Regions from separate parts of the Mus musculus genome. Here regions 1, 2, 3, 5, 6 and 7 are each linked to region 4. A link is a contact called in public HiCAR-type, HiChIP or PLAC-seq and promoter capture Hi-C data. All regions are on one chromosome and are shown on one strand. The core of a region is the stretch at or near the end of the contact, and the rest is flanking DNA. Distances in the headings are between cores, read along the strand shown.

Region 1 (2,906 bases), core at 241-2,740, 830 kb before region 4:
TCCCAGTTACCATTCCACAAGTCCCCATCCCATCACTCCCTTCCCCCCTCCCCTTTACCTCTATGAGGGTGCTCCTCCACCTCCTCACCCACTCCTTCCTCATCGCTCTAGCATCCCCCTATGCTGGGACATCAAGCCTCCCTCCCCTCCCACTGATGTCCTATAAGGCCATCCTCTGCTACATACCTATCTGGAGTCATGGCTCCCTCCATGTATGCTCTTTGGCTGGGGGTTTAGTCCCTGGGAGCTCGGACTGAAGGAGCTGAAAGGGATCGCAGCCCCATGTGAGAAAGAACGGGACCACTCAGAGCTCCCAGGGACTAAAAGACACCAAAGTCTTAAAAGGCAGAAGCCAAGTGCAGGTGCTTCGATCCCTCTCTTTCTTTCCACATTCAGAATGCTTCTGCCTACCTCAGGTAACCTCTTTGGAAATGGCCTCAGACAAGTGCAGAGGTTTGTTTCCTAGGTGACCCTAAATCACACGACGTGGGTAAGCTTAATTGTCTCAGGAGATTTACGTGGAAAGACAGCTGGCTATTTGTCCTATCAGCCGATCCTCACCTGTCTCTGGTTCTGGCAGGCTGAGATGTAGAATCTATTCTACTCGGCTCTCTTCCATATGTGCCTTGGTTAGATGAGAACAGTGGCATTTGTCAGGGGGAGACAGAAAGTAGGAAGTGAGTTTCTGTATCCTTTTTTTCTCGTCTCTTTCCTGCAGGGTTGCTGAGGGGAGCTGCTAATATTCCACCCATTAAAACGCCAGAAGCATTGCACGATCCCCAGTGGTTTTCTAGCTCGGCCCAATCTTTCTATTCAATTCCTCTCAAGCAATACTAATTTGAATGTGTCATTTATTTCCTGTGGGATCCTGAAAGTGTTTGAGGATTTCAAACTTGGCTCCTCATGTTAGAAATCTAATTTGACCCTGGGTATATCAGCCTTCTTTCTTCAAAAGCAGCTGGCATGTTGAAGGAGATTGGGGACATGGGACAAAGTCTATAGAACAAGGATTTTCTCACATTCTTTTCTAACCACATAATACAATGCTTGCGTCGCTGGAATGAAATATAGAAGTAACATTCCATAATAGCCTTTAAAACTAAACAGGTTTTCAAGGTATACTTGGAATCAAACAGAGGAACGAGGTAGCAGCTGTGGCCTTGAAGTCCATACATTTGGACTTGACTTTAAATCTACAGCACAGACACGGTAGCCTCACGCCACTAGCCTCACACTAAGTCCCAGTGCACTTAAGAGCTTTGGTTTTTTGTTTTTTTTTTTTTTTAATAAACATTTTCTTCAAAGCAGTGGCTTGATTTGGTCTGCGATTTTTGTCAAGTGCGTATTATATCAAAGGATAAGTGTTTGCCAAAGCCTTTCTTCAGTCACAAAAGGAGAAGTTTTGTTTGAAGAAAGTCAAGCTGGTGGCGCAGAGCAGCTCCCTCTGCGAAGATGAAAGGGGCAAGTGGGTTTCCTGTTCCTCTTTTGTTGTTGTTTGTATCCCTCAGATATTTTAATCAACATGAAAGGACACACTGCTCTGCAAGAGCTGTGCAATTTGAGAAAGCCATTTCGAGGCTGCCAGATAGATTTGCAACTAATAAAGTCGTACTTGTCCGTGGTGTCAAAGACCAGATTCATGGGAGCTGATTAAGAAGGGCCCGAGGGCCAGGCCTGGGGGAGGGGCAGGGAATGATCAGGAGATAATTTTCACAATGGATTTTGTGACTGAAGAGTCCTGATCTGCATTATGGACAGTTAAAGACATAATAAGGAGAGATTGCATGAGCTGATTTTTGGTCCAGCAACAATGGAGCCTTGAGATTGGATTATGCTATAAACTATAAATTCTCCCTTTATGTACGACCTAAAGAGTCAGAAATAATTCCAAATTGAAAGCTAGAATTTCCCTAATTGATAGTCTGTATTTTTATAGCATGACAATGTTCTTCCAAATTTATTGTAGTGTATATTCCCTTGCTAGACTCCTCTGTGAGGGCCCAGTAGACCCTTAATCCTCATTTGTTTGTGGAGTTCAATCATTGGATAGTTCAAATACTTATTTTAAAGCCATTAAAAATTCTGACAACTATACAATGACGCATGTATCCTATATAAAAGAAGGCAAAATGGAATCAGAGAATGGCTTACTTCTTAATAGCACTTATTACTCTTACTAAAGACTCAACTTCAATTGTCAGTACCTACATGCTGGCTACATACATCTCTCACAGCAGTTTAGGGGGAACTGAAGTCTTTTTTCTGACCTCTGTGGGCACTGCACATATATGGTGCACATATGTACATGCACACAAAACTCTCTCACACACAATAGAAATTAAATAGAAACATTATTTAAATATGAAAATATTCAATAATTATATGTATTATAATTTATTACTTGCACCAAAGACATGGATAACACATAATACTTGTAAAGAAATAAGCCTAGGTGCTCTTATTGTCTGAGCATAAGGTAGAGATAATTATGGCATCACTCTGCTTGTAGAGACTCAGCCCCGAATCTCATTCTGAGAGCAAACAGGTAGAGAATGTCACCTTTATTCTGCAGGTTTTATTTATTATCATTTCCATATTATTTACGTTATCTCCTTTTATTTATTATTATATTTTTCTGGAAAAAGATGCAGTATGGCTTATATGGCCGTATACAACTTAAATCCCAGCACATTAGAGATAGAGTGGAAGTCTCTGTGAGTTTGGAGCTAGTCTCATCTCTGTAGTAAGTTCCAGGCCAGAAAGCTATATAATGAGACCCTGTTTCAACAAACAAACAAAGAGACAGACAGACAAACTCCAAGAAACAAAAGCATCAAATGATGCAATAAGGTTAAGGCAACCATATTTCTCATTTATCAGCCCTAGGATACTTCTGTTATATTATT
Region 2 (3,168 bases), core at 17-2,516, 910 kb after region 4:
TCTGACCCAGAAAAAAAATGTATTTCTATGCCCCAAATACCTAAGATCCATAAACCTTGAAAAAAATGATTAAAATCACAATATATGATACCAAGGAATGTTGTCAAACTTCTGATTTTACAGATAATCGAAGCTGAAAAACAGCAGCATCAAGATGTTTTTAAACTAAAAAGTTGGGCTGAAAGCACAGACCAAATATCTTTCAAATAGACTACTGCTGCAAAATAGCAAGAATTAAAAAAAAGAAAAAGAAAAAGACAATGCACTCATTACATCTACCTTCCAAAGATCTTATTCCACAGACACACAGTATCTTTGATGCCCCTATTTCCAACTTCCCTAAAGACGCTATCACCTTTTCCCCATCCATTTCAGAATAGCTACTAAATTTGGTGGTTTGTTTTGGAGGCTTGAGGGTGTTCTTCTTTTTGTTTTGTCTGTCATTTTCTATCCCTTTCTTTTCAACAACATTCGTTTCACTAATGTATTTTAGTAAGGATATTTTTAATGTCTTATAAATGCAACGTACATATGTCCGTTTTGTCTTTTATACAACCTTTTGATTTAAAAAACAAAAACAAAAGAAGCTGTGGTCTTGCTACTTCCCAACTAGGAATGAATGTAGGACGAAGAGGCTGAGCATTCCTTGACATACGTGGATTAAAACTGTCCGCCTTTTATTTGTTTCGGTGGGTATTTACCTAAGACACTGACAAATAGTGTTTATTATTTCCCTTCGGGCTGAAAGAAAACAGCAGGAGCTGACTGATCTCCGTGGAGATCGAAACTGAAAACTGAAACATACTCTGGGATGCTCTTAAAAATCATGGGAATGGGCTCATCTGGTGCTCATCCGGGTCCGCATGTCCGCAAAAGTTTGCCCAGCCGGTACCACGGTCCGACTCACCAGCGCGCCGGGACCCGGCTCGGCCGGCGGGCGGGGAGGCTGCAGAGCTGTGCAGCGCCAACCCGGAGGCCTTCCCTGGGCTTCGGCGACAACCGGACCCGACCGGACCCGACCGGACCCGACCCCTGGGGGTGACAAGGCCCCTGCCGGCGCCTACCTTGGCGGTCCACAGGCTGCACCAGGCGGTTGGTGACGGTGTCGCAAAGGGCCATGATCTCGTCGTTGTCCAGCAGGCCGAGTAGGTTTCGGCAGCCCTCCGACTCTAAGTGGCTGAGCCCCGACATCTCGCCCCCGGGGATGGGGGGCAGAGGACGACGCCACCAGTGTCGCCCTCACGGCCCGCGGGCCGGCCGGCGCCTTGGCAACAGACACCGGAAGTGCCTTTTCAATCCCTCGCAAGCGCCGGAAGGGTCTCGGAGATTCCAGCCCCTCTCTGGGCGGAAGTGCTAGCTCAGAAAGTCAGCGAGGAAATGTGGTTCCGACTTGGGGCTCCGGCCTCTATTGGAGTAGAGTTCCACAGTTCGCGGTTTAAAGAAGTGTCCTGAGCATCTATCCACCTTCCACTCGAGGCTGGGCTAGAAACGAACCTGGGGGTGGGGGGTGGGGGGGAGCGCCTCCGAAGGGGCGACTTAAAGTGCGGCGCATGCGCGCGCGTGCCTGATGGTGGAGGCAGGGGTGGAGAGGCCAAGAGAGCTTCCATCATACCCCTGTACTTTTGAAGGTCTGTCCTCTTCTAGCCGCTTCTGAGTTAGGGGAGCCATCACTTTGATATTCTTTAGCTACAAAGATTAGACTACACTTTGAAACGCTCTAGGTTTTAAAAGGACTATAACTTGCTTCTCCGCCTTTGAGATAGCTAGATAATTAATTTAACCCAATTAATTGAATCTCAGTTGAACCTCAATTGCCAGCTGGTTGGTCATTAAGTATACTTGAAACAACCTGGGACTTCAGATTTGCATCTAATGTGGAGCTGGAGGGGCAGGGTGCCACACAATCTTGGGACTACGCCTCTAGCTGCAGGACCTGCCTGCCATTAGATTTGAATTAGTGGCTGGTGTCCCCTAAATGCAGTTAGTAGTCATTTGGTTGGTGTGGGGAAACACCGTGGGTGGAAAGTGATTTGTGTTATGAATATTAGAAGGAGAAACTGGATTTCTATTAGAGTTGCTGCTTCTGCTTCTTCTTCTTCTTCTTCTTCTTCTTCTTCTTCTTCTTCTTCTTCTTCTTCTTCTTCTTCTGTTTCTTTTTTCTTTTCTTTTCTTTTTTTTTTTTTTTTTTTTTTTGGTTTTTCTAGACAGGGTTTCTCTGTGTAACCCTGGCGGTCCTAGAACTCACTTTGTAGACCAGAATGGCCTCAAACTCAGAAATCCGCCTGCCTCTGCCTCCCGTGTGCTGGGATTAAAGGCGTGCACCACATTGCCCGGCTCTAGAGTTTTTTTTTTTTTTTTTCTAAATACAGAACTATTGAGATTTGGGGCAGGGTAATTTATTGCTGTAGAGGTTGCAGGATGCCTAACACCATCCCTACATTTCCACAAAGAATAGTGTGCCCCTTCTCTCACTTGATACAAGTGAAAATACCTCCAGGCTAACAAACGTTCCCTGAGAAGGAAAATCATGCCCAGGTGAGCCATTGATTCAAACCCTGCCCAAGGTGGTTTCTGAGATGATGAAAATATTGTTGTATTGCCCATACTAACGACTGTCCACATCTGGATTTTGAGATCTCGAAATATAGTAGTAAAACCGAAGAACAATTTCAAATTTTGTGTGAATTTGAATAAAGTTTTAATATCCACATGTGGCAAGTGGCTACTGGATTGGATCATGCAGATCTAAAAATGTGAAGGCCATTCTGTAGATGTGTTTTATGTTTGACCTCTGACTTCAGTTCTTTTATTTCTAAACAATTCTTGCAGATAACCTCAAGGGTTTCCTTATGATAACTACCTTAGACATGTATTGCAGGTCTCTGCTTCAAAGCCTATGTTCTTGATGTTTTACTTAAGAGGGTCTTCTCTTTAGACATTTTCCTTAGCTCATTTTTCCTACCGTTTATTCATGTCCCTGCTTCAAAATATTACTAGGAAGGCCCTAATGATTTACTGTATTCAAACTCACCACCCACAGTCTGCTTATGTTTCCTACCCATTTCATTTGTCTCCAAAGTGTTTATACAGTTTAGTATATTATAGTGTTTATTGTTCCTATCCCACACCCATCCCACTATAAGGTGTGTTCTGTAGAGCAAACAATTT
Region 3 (3,176 bases), core at 223-2,722, 810 kb after region 4:
GTTTTCACTGCAAGCTTTTAGGGTACTAATAGAATCCTTCTTTCCTGCTGCAGGCACTGTTACCAACGAGCCTTTGTCTGCTAGCCCACTTACCACCCTAACGTTAAACTCAATAGCCAGACTCAATAGCCAGAGCTGCTTGCAGTACAGAAGACACAAGTCCCAGAACCTCTAAAGATAGGGTTCCCATTATTCTATAGAGTAAGCTGAATGGGCTGAGAGCTCTGCGGACAGCTAAGCCACCTTTCCTCTCCTTACTGCAGTCTGGAGATAGGTGCTGGCCAGACCTAGGGGTGACTGGAAGAGACTGCAAGCACCAGCCTGTTTTGAAACCAGCCAGGCAGCCAGAGCTCCACTCTGCGTCAGCTTTACCTAACCCTAGCACTGATATGTAAGTTCTTCTGTGGCTCTTTCTATGCAACCCAGCTTTTCTTTAGATAAAATTGGGGGGTTGGGGGGTGAGGGTAGTAACCCTGTCCCAATGGTGTTGCTGTTGGTGTTATTAGCCATGATGGAGAGGGAACTCCAAATATCTTTAGATGGGGATTGTTTTTAATTTTGCAACCACAAGCAGACATTTGCTAAGATACTATAATGAGCTTGATGATTGTACAATCTTTAGTCTGTTTCTATTGAGACAATCTCTGCCTTGCTGATCACTCTAAGACACCTGCCCATCCTCTCCCAGTGTTTTCTGTGCCTTCAAGGCCTGTTATTACTCTAAATTGTTCTTTTTTTTTTTTTCTAGGCTTTTGTTTAAAAGCACATCTGTTACCCAGTAAGGTCAGTGGAAGAGCCTGGCTGTCCGGAAATCAGGCCTGTGGCAGCCTGGCACATTTAGTGGGAACTCAGCTGGGTCAGGAAAAGAGGCCCTTGCTTGGGCACAGGCATAGAGCAGGGTCCTGCCTGAGCGCATTGCTTACTGGATCTGAGCCTGTTTTCTCTAGTTTGTTTCTCCATCAACAAGAAAGAGAATTATCTTCGCTGACCTCTAGATCCTATCTCCCTTAAAATTCTGTGATCCAATATTCAGAACACAATATGTACTCTGACACCTCTGCCAACAAGAGCTGGGGCTGATTTTTCATAAAGAATAAATATTGTATTTTAAATATCTATTCAACATATCCACATATATAATTCCCCCCAAATTGCAAATAATTCCAGCTGGTTAAATTTAGAATGCTTATATTAAAACCAATTCAACAATACTCTCTGGCACAATTCCCAGAACATTTCCATTTGATTGGGAATTGTTTAAATTTTAATCCATTTTAAGCCTTCCCCTCTCCAAACTGTGCTCGTCTTAGAATGTCGCAGTTGAAATATTGACTGTGAAAGCGCCGCCTCTCTTATTAAATCATGCATCTCAAGGATGTGACTGCTACCCATTCGGATTGCTGTGGGAGCTGTGTGGAGCGTGTGCAACAACCAGAGAATGCATTTCCACACCTGTGGGCACAAGTCTGTGCTAGAGCAACCACAGAGGCCAGGCCGGCTTCTCCCTCACAGAAATACTACCCTCTGCTGGGGTATGACTGCTTTGATCCCTCCCGTGTCCTCCAAAAACATTTAAGATAATAGCAAGATGATATATCTGCCATCAAACTAGGAAAACAAGCCAAAACAAAACAAAACAAAAACAAAAAAAAACAAAAAACAAAACAAAAAAAAAAAAAACCACACTGTCCATATTCCTGAAGTCAAACAAGCTCATAGACATTAAGGTTAGAATCACACCCCTTTTCCTTTTCCTGCCTGCATTTTCAAATCTTATTCATCTTGGGTGTAATAGTCACTGATGTTATGAGGGGAACAAGAATGGAAGGAGTTACAGCCAAAATGGAGAGACAAGCTTTCAGCCGGGGCTGCAAAGACCAAACCCAGAACCCACTTGGAACTCTTCTGAGCCTTTGCAGTGAGTTGTTACCAATGTAAGCCGCAACCAACTTGCACACCTTCTAAGCAATTCTGTACTTCTACTCTTTTGCCAACCCATACACTGCCAGAGACCCTGCAGATTCTTATGTTATAATATAAACTATAGTCTTATGATAGTTGCACCCGTTAAAGGGTTAATTCTCGGCTCAGCGCTACCAGCTAGTAGCTAAAATGTTAAGAGGTAGAACGGGAGCCAGGGAGTTAGTTCAGTGGGTAGAATGTTCTTGTTGCACACGCCTGAAGGCCTAAGTTTTAATCTTCACCACACATGTAAATACTGGGTATGGCAGTGCACGTCTGTAACCTCAGCACTGGGTGGGAGAAAAGATGTAGGCGGAGCTTTGAAATTCACTGGCCAGCCAGCCTTTCTGAAACAGTAAGCGCCAAATGCAGTAAGAACCCTTGTCAGAAAACAAGATGTAGAGATGTGTGGCATATCAGAGGAAGACACTTGACGTTGACCTCTCTACTCCAAAGTGCACATGCAGGCAAGAACATCATACACTGATGGAGGCAGGGCACTGTTAGAGTCTAATGGCATGCCTTCTAGCAACCTAAGGAGTGTTGTTTCTCTAGTTCTCAAACTCCTAGCAATGATCATCACAAGTCTGAAACCATGAGCCAAAATAAAAAAATTAAAAAAAAAAACCTCTCTGTCTCTCTCTCCATACTGATTTGTCTCAGTGCAGTAATAGAAAGTTGACTGCCAGAGATATTAAGCAACCTTCTCCCTTCGTATGGCTGCCAGATAGTTACGCATCTCTTATCAATTATGCCACTTAATTCTAATATAATGTAAAAGCCAGATGGTACCTTACTTGTTTTAAAACAAGAGAGACTAAGGTTTGAGATGTTAAAAACTTACTTGGTATACACAGACAGTAAGAACTAAGCCTAGTTTATATCCCCAGGTCTGCCTCCCTTGACTATCTAAAAGCCATTTCTTTAAAAGCAATAATAACAAAAGGCATCAGTGGACCATCACAGCATCAGAAACCGTATACCAGGGTTTCATCAAAACACTCATATCAACAGCTAGCTAGGCATGATAGTTTGCATATGCTTATCCCACGGAGTGACACTATTAGGAGGTGTAGCATTGTCAGAGTAGGTGTGGCCTTGTGAGAACAGATGTGTCATTGTGGGCATGGGCTTTAAGACCCTTGTCCTAGCTACCTGGAAGTCAGTCTTCTCTTAGCAGCCTTCAGATGAAGGTGTAGAACTCTCAGCTCCTC
Region 4 (3,263 bases), core at 82-2,581:
CAGCTACTGTGCTCCCTGCACTTCAGCTGTCCTCTATTGTTAACTTGCTCGATACAATTCTCAATGTTCAAAATCATTAAGAGGAAATTAAAGTTGTAAGTGTTGCTGCAAGGCAATCAATTATTCAGAGAAGTTGTCTTAAGAGTTTGTATTCACAAATCATTAAAACTAGATAATGAAAAGTCTGAAAAAAATATCATGAGTCTGCTCAGTATCCACGAAAACAAATATTCTCAATATTAGGTTTACACTTTGATCCATTGAGAATGCAAGGATGCCCGTTACACTGACAATAATTAATCCAGCATCAAGGAAATGCCGTTAGCTTTCCATGAGTGTTCTTTCTAATTTGCTAGTCTGTTATTTACTGTATCTACCCAGGAGCTAATTATCAATCAATCATTAAATGCATCCTTCTATGTGTATGAAAGGCCTTTTTACAAAAGAACCCAACTTAAGCTCACTGTATATCCCTTGAACCATCACTGCTGTTAATAATGTGGCATGCATATGCTACCCATGAGAACCTGTATCGCTGAGCACAGCATCGCCCGGCGGGATCCACAGCACTTCAATAAGGCGGTTGTAACATAAACACATGCACACACGCGCGCACTCAAACACCTCGGGTCCAACGAGCCCCCTTCTCTCCAGTCCATTCATAAGTGCCAAAGGGTGTAAGCAGGAGCAACCTGTCATTATCTTTAAAACACACCGCGGGGATCTCAAGAGAGGCTAGCCTTTTCTTTGAAACTTCTCAAAGAACCACATGGTCATAATTAGAAAATAAAATACTGCCTTGGCTATTTGGCAATTAACAGTCTGGGTTGTTAAAAAAAGAAAAAAAGAAAAAAAGAAACCGAAGGTTTTCTTTCTTTCTGGTTCAAATTGGTAAATGTGGTAATCACTTGAATCGCTCGCTATCAGATTAAAAACAGATTTATTATTATTTTTAAAGGTTTCTACAATCCCAAGACATCCCCCAAAAGTGTTTTGGGATTGCTACTGGGCAAACAATCTTTTCGCTGCCACTGCTTTCTGGGCATCTCAGGGAACAGCGCCGTCCGGGGGCTGTGGGCTCCGCTCCGGCGGGAGCGGCGCGGTTACCTGGCTTACCTTCGTTGGAAGGCTGTGGGCTCAGTTCTCCGGAGCAGCTGAGGACGCAGCAGCCGAGCAGGACGAGGATGGAGAGGTGACAATCCATGTTGCTGGTGCACCGGGCAGTGAGAGGAGCATATCTCCGCGAAGCATACCACTGATGTGAGGGGGAGCGCTCTGATTGCTGGAGAAGTTACCATGCTCCGCTCGCAGTCTGATGTCAAGTTTGACACTGGAGATAAGGAGGAGTCTGGCTGCCTTTCTGCGAACCCCGCTCGGGGACTTCTCTGGGTCCTAGTGCCGTCGCCAGCGGGCGCTGAAGAAGAGCAGGGCAGCCCCATGGCTGGCAGCCAGCTCCGTTCCACGGAGCTGCGGAAGAACGCAGAGGGGTGGAGGTCGAGAGTGTTGCTGGTGGGGTAGGAAAGCCAGAAGATGTGCTGGGACAGCGACAGCGACGGAGAGTCTTGGGAGCCATTCCGTTTTCACGGGAAGGCAGCTATTTGTTTGCTATACTTGATCAGTTGCCTATTTCTGAAAGATCCCTATTAGAGGTACTGTGAGTTGAAACTAATGTTCAAAAAAGTAGTATTGTTTTTAAAAGTGGAAGACGTTCATTCAATTATTGTAGAACGACAAAGACCATTGCAATTAATCCGTTTACTGTGTTCTGTGTGTTCACAGTCCTCTTAGTGATTCAACAAGATAAAAGTAGACTGCTCAGTCTACCACATGGTATTGGGGCTGTTAAAGGCATTTGATACAGCAATCTCAGCTGAAACAGAGAGGTCACAGTCAGGTTCTGAACACTGGCAAATAGCCGTTGCCCTCCCAGGACAGGAACAATCCTAGCCAAAGCCATAGCTTCAGACTACCACTCATTCCATCGGATGGTTGCTGGATTTGCAATATAAATCGAAAGTCCTGAACAAGGAATGCTCCTGCCTACAACTAGCTAGCACTAGAACTTTCCTGTTTTGTGAGACTCGGAGATTAACTCATAGCTCCCTGTTCTGCCTTCCAGCTGCCACTAATCTGGGACTATTTGAAGGCTGCTCTTTTAACGCTGAAAAATCCAGTATTTCCTAGAGAACAATGTCCTTGGACTTGCTAAATTACTTTGCATGATGGTTACAAACGGTCTCATGCTGAACAACCTCACTGCAACCTACTTCAGCCATGTAATTTATCCAATTTCTACTTTAAGATCTCTTTTGAATTATCTTTGAAATAGGTCCCAGAAAATGATTCCTCACCAACCCTCTCAACCACCCATCCATCTCAGCCTATCCTGAAAAGGAGCAAGATGACTTCCTTACACGGCTTCAAAACGGAAAATTAGGTTGACAACGTTAACGCCAGTGATCAGTGTTAGAGCCCTGAGAAGGGAGACGGAGTAGGTTTTTAAGGGTCCTGATAATAAGATGTGTATTTCACAAGCACTCCACTTTCTATGACCCTGGAATTTAGGCTAATGGCTTCTGATACTCTTTGTTGACTGTTTGGTAAAGATGGGTTGGGTTGAAGAAGCCAGATGGAAGAGACTGATTCTGTTCACACTTCCTCGAGAGACTTGTCTCCCTAACTCCTTCTCACATTAGGCCACCAGAGGCTGTAGAGCCCACCAGTGCTAAATCTGACTCCATTGAAAATAAGGTTTGTTGACCAGAAAATGGAGAGAGTGGGGATTGCCTCATAATGTTTGCAGTTCCACAACAGTTACATTGCTTCATAGCTGGATATGATTTTTTTTTTTTACTGAGAGTTTGAAAGAAATGACATTTATTTCAGATTGCAATTTAAAAGCATTTGGAAAGGTCATGATGGTATGCTGGTCTTTATGAACGTATTACTTCCTTTCCTCTCACTATCCCATTATTTCTCTTTCACATCTAACATCTAACAACCACCTGGGATGGTGAAAAGGTTGTTCATGTTTGAACAATGTTACAAGTATGCAGAAATGGAGTTTAAAGCAATGCCTGAGCTAGGCACACTATGTAAGCTATCTAGGATGTCTCAGTTGTAGACTCCTTAATCCAAAAAGACAGCAGAAAAAGAGAGGTCCCAAAGCTGAGAGTGTAGCCCAGTTGGTAGAGTGCTTGCATGAGGACCTGAGTTCTACACCCAGTATTACATAGGCAGGGTGTGTAACACAGCGTTTGGAG
Region 5 (3,058 bases), core at 230-2,729, 770 kb before region 4:
GGGCATATGATCTTTGCAAGACCAAGGACCTCTCTTCCCATTGATGACTAACTAGGCCATCCTCTCCTACATTTGCAACTAGAGACACAGCCCCCCCCCCCCCGCCGGGGGGGATAACTGGTTAGTTCATATTGTTGTTCCTCCTATAGAGTTGCAGATCCCTTTAGCTCCTTGGGTACTTTCTCTAGCTCCTTCACTAGGGGCCCTGAATTTTAAAAATAGCAGCTGATCACCTTTTATTATGCATCAAGAAAAATCAAAAGAAGGAAGACAGATATCTCCACAATCAGAAAGAAAACATGAAACATCACTACAGACCTTACAATCTAAACAGCTAAGAAGGGAAAGGTATACATTTGGCTTATAAGGATAAATGGAGTAAAATTAAAAAATTAGTAGATGAACACATTACTAATCTGAGTAATTACCTAGAATCTTTCAAGAATTAGGCAAAATGAAGAAAATCAGCCCTGAAAGAATACACACACTCTGAAATTCCATTTATGTACCGTTTTTGAAATAAGGATTTGGAATGGAGATTCCTTTTGTAGTTAACAAGAATGAGGGATGAAGGACATGTGTGAATATGATTCTAACAAATTAGAATTATATTCTAATTAGCAGGGGTCTTTTTGAGAGTGAAATTGTTTATTTTTGGAACCATGATGATGGGTAGATGATTCTACATATGACAAAAATATATAGAACTACATGTACACATATAAATGAATCTAATTAAGCTGGAGAACACTGAGTAAGATGGATGTTTTCTGTCAGTTTCAATAAAATAGTTAATATATTTTAGTTTCTAAGATGTCATTATTTGGGAGAAACTTGGAGAAGTCAATCCATGGTCTCTAGGGCTTTGTTTCTTGGTTGTTTTTGTTTCTTTGTTTTGCAATAATATGTTAATATAAAATTTTTTCAAAATGTTGTAGTGGTATATGGATTAGATTTAAAAATTGCCATGGCTTTCAGAAGTGCTAGTATATTTAATACTATTGTGAGTTTCTCAGATGTTTCTTGGCACACTGTCAAACCTATATAAGTGTTTTCACTACATCTTATTAGAGTTCCTTACTTACATATTCCATTTTTCCATTTTTCTCTTACAGAACACAATGTACCATTGAAAGTTACTAGTTTGACATAATATAAATATCTTTACACATTTTATAATTTCTTTTCATAAAAATAAAGTGTTGGTCCCTCCTAGTAGAATTTTTTTTTACGTCTAAAAATTTTTTTTGAACATCACGAAACCATAAAAGATTGTGGTTTGATAACTACAGAGGCACTTTGCTATGTGCTAACAACCTGAACAGGTGATGGAAAAGCTGAGAGAAAAGGAAATGTGGATCTGTGTCTGCGTTAAAAATGTAAAATTTTGTCAGCTACCAAATGCCTCTTCCCTCTCCTTTCCCAGCCCCTGGAACCAGTGCTGACTGTGGCCATCTGGGAAGGCAAACTAACCAGATGGTCACTGTGAGCTGCTGGGGAGGCCCTGCGGCAGCGCAGAGCCCACAAAAGAAATCTCTTTGGGACACAATGAAGAGAGGCCTAATTTATATTTTACGGCTTTTGAAGGAGATTAAGCACCAGGGTGGCATGATTTTCAACCAAGGCTGAGAGGGCTTTTTCTTTGTCCTTATTCCAATGAAGCTGAATTATAAGTTTGGGAAGCTACAGAAGTGTGAAAAGATGTCACAAGAGAAAGCCAGGCCAAATCATTGCACAATCCCAAACACCGTGCACAAAGATTGCGGTTAAAGAGCTTTATCAAAGCAATGTGTTCTGCAATCGATTACTGTGGCAGAGATTATGACTTTACAAGGGTTATAGCCAGCAGGGGATAAAGGAATAATATCCCTCCCATTCTTATGCTAAAACAGTTGAACAATTGATAACAAGGGATTAGAAATCAAAATTATATTGCAGCCTTGCTCTATGCAGCCTGGTGTCAAGGTCAAAGGGACGTGGTTCATGAACTTGGGAAGTGCTCGAGCACTTGGATGTCACAGGCCTCATGTGTCCACAGCTCCGGCAAATACTACGATGATAAAAATTAGTTCTGGTCCAAGAATATCATTCAGTCAGATACAGAACTCATCTGGCATCTCAGACTTGGATCTTAATCCCTGCTTCATCTTTTCTTTATGAGATGCATATATTAGATTTACTGATTTCACTGAAGATCCATTTTCCCATGGGTGATGTCTCATAAACACTGATGAAGGCTTCTGGAATAATAAACCAAGGCTCATGCAACACCAGTCTAAATGAAAAATGCAATTATTGTTTATCATATTTTTTGCATGCTTAGTGATTCTAATTATTATTAAAGCTCATTTTACTATTCATGATTGCTTCAGATAGCTTGTGACTGACTCCCATGACTACTAATGAACTCTTTATTATTAATTCAAAATATTGTGTTCATTGTATATATATACACACATATAGTCCTTAACCTTGAGAGATTTACACACACACATACACAAAAACATATATATATATATATATATATATATATACATATATATACATATATATATGAAGAGGCACATATATATGTATTATATGTTTAGCTGTGGAGGTACACGAGGGGATAATATACAGATATGTTTCAAGATTCCCTTAGTGTTTTCTTCCTTAGGAACTACTCCTATCCTTTTAGGTAGCATCATCTTTTAAATAAAATATATAAACTGTAATTTAAAAACTATATGACTTCTCCTTCTTCTTCTTTAACAGACATCTAACATGAGTGGTAATCTACCTTTGCAGCTATAATCCTAAATTTTAACATAATGAGCTCCATATGCAGGTAAATATATATATATATATATATATATATATATATATGTGTGTGTGTGTGTGTGTGTGTATTTATAAATATATCATATGAAGAGGATGACATGTGGTAGAAACATACATATGGTAGAATATATATATATATATATATATATATACATATATATATTATAATTATATATTATATGAAGAAATAGGAACTAGTATATATAATGATATATATTTTTTTCCTATCAAATACATA
Region 6 (2,858 bases), core at 167-2,666, 990 kb after region 4:
GCAATCCTTAAAAGCAGTCGGCAGAATAAAGGAAACAAATAATTTACTGTCACTTTTTCCGATACTGAATTTAACAGACCAACCAAAAACGAGTAATTTAAAGGCTGGGGGAGGGGTGGTGTAACGAGGGCAATAGTTTCAGGAAAAACGACTTTCTCTGTAGTCAGACAATTAGGAAACAGTGTGCTTGTCAGAGAAGGGGGTCAAAAAAAGGGAAAGATGACAATCACTCCTATAAGGTTCCACACGGAAAACACCCCCCCTCCCAACACACACACACCTGGTGGGGGAGGGGAGTAGCTAACGGTGGGACAGTGCCAAGGCCAACGGAAGAACTGGTCCAGAGGGACCTAGTGAGGGAATGACAGGCGACCCTAGCAGAGGGGGAGGGGTGGCGATGACAGGAGGGCAGGCAGTGGGGTGATAGCATGCTTGGCGTCTCTGAAAAAGAGAATGCGGGGGAACCTGGGTAACAGAGAAAGACGGGAGAGCCCAGCAGAAGTGAGAGGGACCGGGTAGTGAACCTGAGAAAGGCGGGACCCTGGGGTACGAAGAGGGTCTGCAGGGAGGCACAGGCATGTCAGGACGGGGTGCTTTCCAGTTGACCGTCCAGCTCCCAGCCCACCACCACCACCGCCGCCGCGACAAACTCACTTTCTCCTCACCTCCAAGTCCGCAAGTCACCCCCAACCCCACTCCCCGTCGTCCCCATCGCCGAGCTCGGAGCGGTGCAGAGAGGGGACCGGGGCTTCCCAGACTCCCTCTCCGTCCCGCCGGAGGACCGGTCCCGGACACGACGCAGAGACCTGGGCCAGCAGGCCAGGAGCCACGCAGAGGCCCGGGAGCCCAGTGACAAGTCGGAGCGGCCGACGGGCGCCTCACCTGACAGAAGCGTCGGCAGTAATCCCGGCTGCTGATCCCGACGCCGCCGCCACAGCCGCCGCCGCCGGCCCCCCCTCTGCCGTCGCCCGCAGCTAGGAGCCCCACTGGGCCCGGGGGGGACTCCACAATGGCCACGAGCTCTTCTCCGAGGCGCTCGGCCTCTTGGTCGCTCTCTTCCTCCGCCATGAGGCTCTCGCCGCCCAGCGCGTACCCAGCCCCTGCGCCGCCGCCGCCGCCGCCGCTGCCGCCGCCGCTGCCTCAGCTAACCTCCTCCTCCTCCTCTAGTTCCCTCCCCCTTTCCCTCCGCCCCAGCCGGACAGGGCTACTCGCCTGGGCTCTACTTCCGGCTCCGCCCACCCACGCCCCCAGTTTTCACTGGAGGAAGGACACCGCCAATCATAGGCATGCCCGCCCTACCTTCCTATTGGTTACACTAGCCGTCTGTTTGCCAGGCCTGCCATCTGTTGGTCCACACTACTCGGCGGTTGCTGAGGACCGCCTACGAGCCCTGCCATAGGGCGCGCCGGAGGACGGGGCGCGGCAGGGGACACGGCGGCCGCGGCGGAGCTCGCTCGGGCGGCGGCGACGGCGGTGGCAGCGGCAGGAGCAGCGGCTGAAGCAGCGGCGGAAGCAGCGGCGGCCGCAACGGGATCTCCTTCATCCCGTTGCTCTGCCCTTTCTTCCTCCTCTCTTCCTTCCTGGCGAGGGCTCGTGCACTTCCCCTAACGGCGGCCCGCTCCTACGGTCCCGAAGAGCTGGGAAGGCGGAAGGTGGGCTTGGCCGTTGGTGCGGGCGGCGAGCCCAGGCCTTCGGGCCGGGCGAGGGAACCGGGGGCGGGGCCGGAGGTGGAGGAGGAAGGAGCCGGGCCAGCCTGACAGCGACGGCCTCGGCCGGCGCCCGCCGCCCCCTCCCCGGGGACAGCCACGGAGTCGGCGGCGGTGCGGCGGACTTCTCCGGGGCCCTCCGAGGGCGGCTGGGACGCGGCCTCGGCCCCGGCCCCGGCCCGCAGGCGGGGTCGCGGCGCCGGGGCGCCACCTCGGCCGGCGCGGCGGGAGGAGGCTGTCTAGACGTCCGGCGGCCCGCGCCCGCCTTCCCCGCCCCCACCGGAGCCTCGGGCCTGCGGAGCGCGCGGGCCGCCGGGCCACCCGCCCCGGGGCGTGCGAGCCGAGCTGGCGTGGGGCTGGCTGGAGCTTCGGGATCGCGCACGGAAGGCGGAGAGAGACAGACACCTGTGTGCAGAGCGTGGCCCGAGCCGCTCTGCCGCGGGCCTGCGCCCTGCCTTTCCCGCCCCTCCACCATCTTCCCTTTCTGTTTGTTTTTTGTGTTTTACAGTAAAGACATGACTTCCCGGCGCCACCGGGAAAATAGGGTGCAAGCCCAGGAACTGTTTCCCCACCACCACCTGTTGAAAAACTGAGTCGAAGGCGTCTCCGGGGTCTGAACGAACGCGAAGTCGCTCGGATTGGATGCGTCTGTGGTTTTGCATCCAGAAAACTGTCACTACTTAATATCAAGGAAAAACAAACAAACAAACAAAAACCCGACTGGAAATTAAGCTGGTGAGTATTTCGACTTGAAAACTCAGTTTACTTTTGCTGTAGTAAATGGCTGTTTCGCTTTTGTTCCCTGGGTGCTCTATCTTAACTTCCTCATTTGTTTAAAATATTTCTGACTTCTGGAAACACTTTTACACGTAACCAACCTCCTCGCCTCTATGAGGTGGTTATTTTCATTGGCAGTATCAAGAATAGACCTTTCAAGAGAAAAGATCAGGAAAGTTCAGGCTTCACGTGGCACAAGAATTGCAGATCCCATTTCTGTAAGTTTGCAGTCAAAGAAAAATTCTAACTGCACCCCTAGTTTTTCATAACAGCTTTAATTGTTACTAGAATGGTTTTATTTCATAGGTGTAGAGTACTTGTGGAAGTTGCAGACATTTGCAGTGAGGATTTGCTGAGTATTAGGTGGGATTCATC
Region 7 (3,092 bases), core at 355-2,854, 870 kb before region 4:
GAAGACATGTTGACAGCATTATAATTTAGCAAAGTAATAATAGCAGGTTCTACCTCAGGTCAGCCAGGAGCCTTTGACCAAGGTACAGGATGAGGCATGAAATTCACTCCTGCAGAGCAGGTCTCAAATCTAATCAGAAAGTGGTTCATTACCTCATAAAAATCATGCTACTACTCAACAAATGGGCATATCTTGGCTGGAAGTTCGGTTTTGGAGAACACAGGGGTCAGTGTTGGGTAAGATCCTTCATATTGTTTCTCTGTCATCAGCCTGTATAGGAAGTGAAGAAGCTTCCTAGTTGGTTTGAAATTAATTTCTCTGAATTTCGGAAGTGACAGCACATTGTCTTTGGTATTTATTCTCGGTGAGAAGTGTGATCACTTGGAAGAGCAAAGCTTACATAAGAATGTGAATTAATGCTAATTGGTGCAACCTCAGGAAGTCATAGTTCAAATATGTACCAATACTTTTCTTCATTTTTTAAATAATTTTAGTAGAAAATAGTAGTTGCAAATACTAGTGCAAATATTTTCGTGCTTGAAACTTGATGTCATGCTCATCTGGTTTCTATTTTCTTGCTTCACCCACATTCAGTTCAACCTGACATCAGGTAGATATTTTGACCAGAGTTTTTATTTGACTGGTTAAAATATAATGCCATGTCATCGCTCACAATCATATACTCTTTGTAGGTATGAACGCTACATGGACCTTCAAAGTATCTTCTATGTGTCCTCACTTCAACCTCCAAATTCCTGAATGTTCTCCTTTGCTTGGGATTTTTATTCTCCAGAGGATACCATTTCTTCACATATCTGCCCATGATCCCTTTCAAAATTAATTGATTCCTTAGGGCAGGTATGGTGGTATACACCTTTAACCCTACAATGTGAGACACAGAGAAAAGTGAATCTCTGCAAGTTCAAGATCACTGTTCTACATAGAGTGTTCTAGTTCAGCCAGGGCTACATTAAGAGACCCTGTATATAAAAAACATTTAAAATTTAAGTTATTTATCTACAGTTTCATGTATGATGAACTAAATTCTGTTCAGTCTCATTTTTCCATTCACCAGTCTTTACCTTCTTCCACCAAGTACCCATCCTAATTTCATACCTTTTTGGTTTTGGGTGTTGCTTGTTTTATTTGTTTTTATTTTCATACCTTTTTTTTGTTTTATTTTCATTTTTGCTTTGTTAATACCCGGGTTTACCTGGGTCACTTGTGTGAGCATAGGCATGATGCTTACCGGATTATGAGTAACATACACATAGCCATTTTACTGAAGAGTATTACTTTGTCTTCCCTAGAAGCCTGTAAATGCCAAGAGCTTTCTTTGGCCAGGGACCATGAGATGATCCCATGTCCAATCTATGTTTGATTTTAGGGCTCTGTTTTGTGTAGGCCCTATGGAGCAACTGGAGCTCCTCTGAGTTCATGAGTATCGTGGCCATGCTATGCTCCTAAGACAGCATTCCACAGCTGCCCTTTCTCCTTCTGCTCTTTAATTATTTCCAGACCCTGTTCTATAATGTTCCCTGAACCTTTAGTAAAGTGACGTGGTTGTCTTGCCTAAGGATTAGCCCTCAACATTTGTGATTAATTATGGATCTCTGCATTGCATGCCACTTGGTACAAAGAGAAGCTTCTTTGAGCAGGACTGAGTACAGCGTAGTGTATGGGTAATGCATAAGTATTTATGAGTCTGTTTGACAACATGGCTATTTAGCAAAATAAGAATAAGTAATAAGCAAAATAAGTATATGGGTTCACTCATATTCCACAATGATTTATCCACTCATGGACTTTCCCCTATGTCTACAGCACTGGGCATGACCCTCTTATGGAGCAGAACTCAGTTCTCTTTAGAAACAAGGTGGGTTTATCCATAACACTGTGTCACTACTGATCTAGCACCCAACGCTTGCCAGTCAAGACAGCATCACTTTCCCAATAGACTCTACCTCTAATTTGTTTGTTAAATTTATTTAATAACAGGGTCTTGCTATATCGTCACATGTAGCCTGAACCTTGTGATCTTCTTGCTTTAGTTTCCCAAGGGCTGGGATTACAAGAAGGTGTCACCATTCGTGGCTTATTCCTATCTCTTACCATAGCCACAATGGGTTCATAGCAACATGAACTGTCGAAGAGTTGCACATTTGAACCATAACAGAAATTGAGGATTTTATTTCCCTTACCACTTATGAGTTAGGAAAACATTTTTGTTTTTTAGTGTGCTATGACTTTTTCTTTTCATGAAATTGTCTACTATATATTTGACAGTAGTAGAGGTGTTACTGATTCTCTGTTCTTGTCTCTTGAAGGAAAGAATTTAGTTTAGAAGCAGACAATATTAGTTAGACCAGTTTAGTTAGCCAAACAAAACAAAGCACATACCCCAGGGGGAACTAGAGTTGTCTGCCCGAACCAGAGGCAGTGAATGAAAGAAGTGAGTTTTGTGTTGTGGATTTTAAAGGAGTTTTAATGAAGATTTATGAGGAGGGTAGAGTAACTGATTTTCTTCCCAAGTCATAATGGGTCAGGTCTCCCCTTTAGGTTAATGATATTGTATAAGTGTGTCCTCTTACATATATTTCCCATGATTTTCTACATAAGTCCACCAGGGAGGATCAAAACCACAATATAAAATAAAAATAAATATAGGGCTTTTTAAGGATAATAAAACTTTATTAGTGCAGGTATGTGGGAATATGAACCAGTACATTTATGGAGTAATGGGAAGAGCTCATATGTAGACTTAAAGGTGTTTATCCATAAAGTGTTATTCTAACTATGAAGAGACACAGCCATCAAGGCACAGTCATAGCTTTCTTGCCTTTCTTCTAGTTCTTCCTTAAGACTGCTCAATATCTCCTGATAGATCTCATAGCTTTTTGTCATCTATGAGAATTGGGACTTTATGAAAGCTGGGGTCAGGGCAATAGTTTGTATGGCTGTACAATGGGAATAGGGCATAACATATCTATAGGACCTTTGTCTCTCAGCACCACTGTGCGTATGTGTATTTTGCCTAAAAGAAGTTGATGTAAGGCCAGTGTGAAAAGGGAGAGAAATGAGAAGGAACTATC

Evidence for each region. Promoter capture Hi-C pulls out the DNA fragments that hold promoters and counts their contacts. HiCAR-type assays count read pairs that join an accessible place to other places. HiChIP or PLAC-seq counts read pairs in DNA pulled down with a chosen protein or histone mark.
Region 1: an H3K4me3 HiChIP or PLAC-seq map of embryonic forebrain shows a contact between it and region 4, with 5 times the contacts expected there. The contact joins the enhancer-like site here to the promoter of Epha3 in region 4. A contact is called at or near these places in 8 of 39 promoter capture datasets (the C10 cell line, cranial neural crest, embryonic stem cells and 5 more), 1 of 484 Hi-C or Micro-C datasets (muscle stem cells) and 7 of 115 datasets of contacts at active chromatin or transcription factors (astrocytes, craniofacial prominence, embryonic forebrain and 4 more).
Region 2: a contact with region 4 is called in an H3K27ac HiChIP or PLAC-seq map of cardiomyocytes, with 9 times the contacts expected there. The contact joins the promoter of 4930453N24Rik here to the promoter of Epha3 in region 4. A contact is called at or near these places in 3 of 39 promoter capture datasets (cranial neural crest, hippocampal neurons and liver), 13 of 115 datasets of contacts at active chromatin or transcription factors (astrocytes, cardiomyocytes, craniofacial prominence and 7 more) and 1 of 9 other capture datasets (adipose tissue).
Region 3: a contact with region 4 is called in an H3K27ac HiChIP or PLAC-seq map of VIP interneurons, with 12 times the contacts expected there. The contact joins the enhancer-like site here to the promoter of Epha3 in region 4. A contact is called at or near these places in 13 of 39 promoter capture datasets (the 3T3-L1 cell line, the C10 cell line, HPC-7-derived erythroid cells and 8 more), 8 of 115 datasets of contacts at active chromatin or transcription factors (VIP interneurons, astrocytes, embryonic basal ganglia and 5 more) and 1 of 9 other capture datasets (embryonic stem cells).
Region 5: an H3K4me3 HiChIP or PLAC-seq map of embryonic forebrain shows a contact between it and region 4, with 10 times the contacts expected there. The contact joins the enhancer-like site here to the promoter of Epha3 in region 4. A contact is called at or near these places in 5 of 39 promoter capture datasets (the 3T3-L1 cell line, embryonic stem cells, hippocampal neurons and 2 more), 2 of 484 Hi-C or Micro-C datasets (cerebellum and embryonic fibroblasts), 6 of 115 datasets of contacts at active chromatin or transcription factors (astrocytes, craniofacial prominence, differentiating embryonic stem cells and 3 more) and 1 of 9 other capture datasets (liver).
Region 6: a HiCAR-type map of astrocytes shows a contact between it and region 4, with 3 times the contacts expected there. The contact joins the promoter of Cggbp1 here to the promoter of Epha3 in region 4. A contact is called at or near these places in 2 of 39 promoter capture datasets (hippocampal neurons and second pharyngeal arch cranial neural crest), 2 of 484 Hi-C or Micro-C datasets (brain and cerebellum) and 6 of 115 datasets of contacts at active chromatin or transcription factors (astrocytes, embryonic forebrain, embryonic stem cells and 2 more).
Region 7: a contact with region 4 is called in a promoter capture Hi-C map of second pharyngeal arch cranial neural crest, with 8 times the contacts expected there. The contact joins the enhancer-like site here to the promoter of Epha3 in region 4. A contact is called at or near these places in 10 of 39 promoter capture datasets (the 3T3-L1 cell line, cranial neural crest, embryonic stem cells and 5 more), 1 of 484 Hi-C or Micro-C datasets (cortical neurons), 6 of 115 datasets of contacts at active chromatin or transcription factors (craniofacial prominence, embryonic forebrain, embryonic hindbrain and 3 more) and 1 of 9 other capture datasets (adipose tissue).

What each region holds. Positions count from the first base shown.
Region 1 is chr16:63,030,446-63,033,351 of GRCm38.p6, forward strand. No RefSeq gene overlaps it. Among named protein-coding and RNA genes, the nearest start is that of Pros1, 180 kb to the left of the region's middle. Within about 2 kb of position 1,491, at least 6 of the 459 cell types and tissues checked have an H3K27ac peak or open chromatin away from gene starts, as enhancers often do. A contact at or near this core is called in embryonic forebrain, where this site is marked.
Region 2 is chr16:64,769,673-64,772,840 of GRCm38.p6, forward strand. It overlaps 4930453N24Rik (RIKEN cDNA 4930453N24 gene), which reads right to left and starts at 1,267. Exons shown (of 3, transcript NM_026273.2): 1 at 1,065-1,267. The coding sequence starts at 1,191.
Region 3 is chr16:64,676,194-64,679,369 of GRCm38.p6, forward strand. No RefSeq gene overlaps it. Among named protein-coding and RNA genes, the nearest start is that of Csnka2ip, 75 kb to the left of the region's middle. Within about 2 kb of position 1,473, at least 8 of the 459 cell types and tissues checked have an H3K27ac peak or open chromatin away from gene starts, as enhancers often do. A contact at or near this core is called in VIP interneurons and embryonic basal ganglia, where this site is marked.
Region 4 is chr16:63,862,844-63,866,106 of GRCm38.p6, forward strand. Epha3 (Eph receptor A3) reads right to left here and starts at 1,332. Exons shown (of 17, transcript NM_010140.4): 1 at 1,117-1,332. The coding sequence starts at 1,204.
Region 5 is chr16:63,090,117-63,093,174 of GRCm38.p6, forward strand. No RefSeq gene overlaps it. Among named protein-coding and RNA genes, the nearest start is that of Gm33912, 130 kb to the right of the region's middle. Within about 2 kb of position 1,480, at least 36 of the 459 cell types and tissues checked have an H3K27ac peak or open chromatin away from gene starts, as enhancers often do. A contact at or near this core is called in cerebellum, embryonic forebrain and hippocampal neurons, where this site is marked.
Region 6 is chr16:64,850,585-64,853,442 of GRCm38.p6, forward strand. It overlaps Cggbp1 (CGG triplet repeat binding protein 1), which reads left to right and starts at 1,417. Exons shown (of 3, transcript NM_178647.3): 1 at 1,417-1,652; 2 at 2,215-2,441. It overlaps Zfp654 (zinc finger protein 654), which reads right to left and starts at 1,139. Exons shown (of 9, transcript NM_001347245.1): 1 at 883-1,139. The coding sequence starts at 1,068.
Region 7 is chr16:62,994,202-62,997,293 of GRCm38.p6, forward strand. No RefSeq gene overlaps it. Among named protein-coding and RNA genes, the nearest start is that of Pros1, 140 kb to the left of the region's middle. Within about 2 kb of position 1,605, at least 3 of the 459 cell types and tissues checked have an H3K27ac peak or open chromatin away from gene starts, as enhancers often do. A contact at or near this core is called in craniofacial prominence and second pharyngeal arch cranial neural crest, where this site is marked.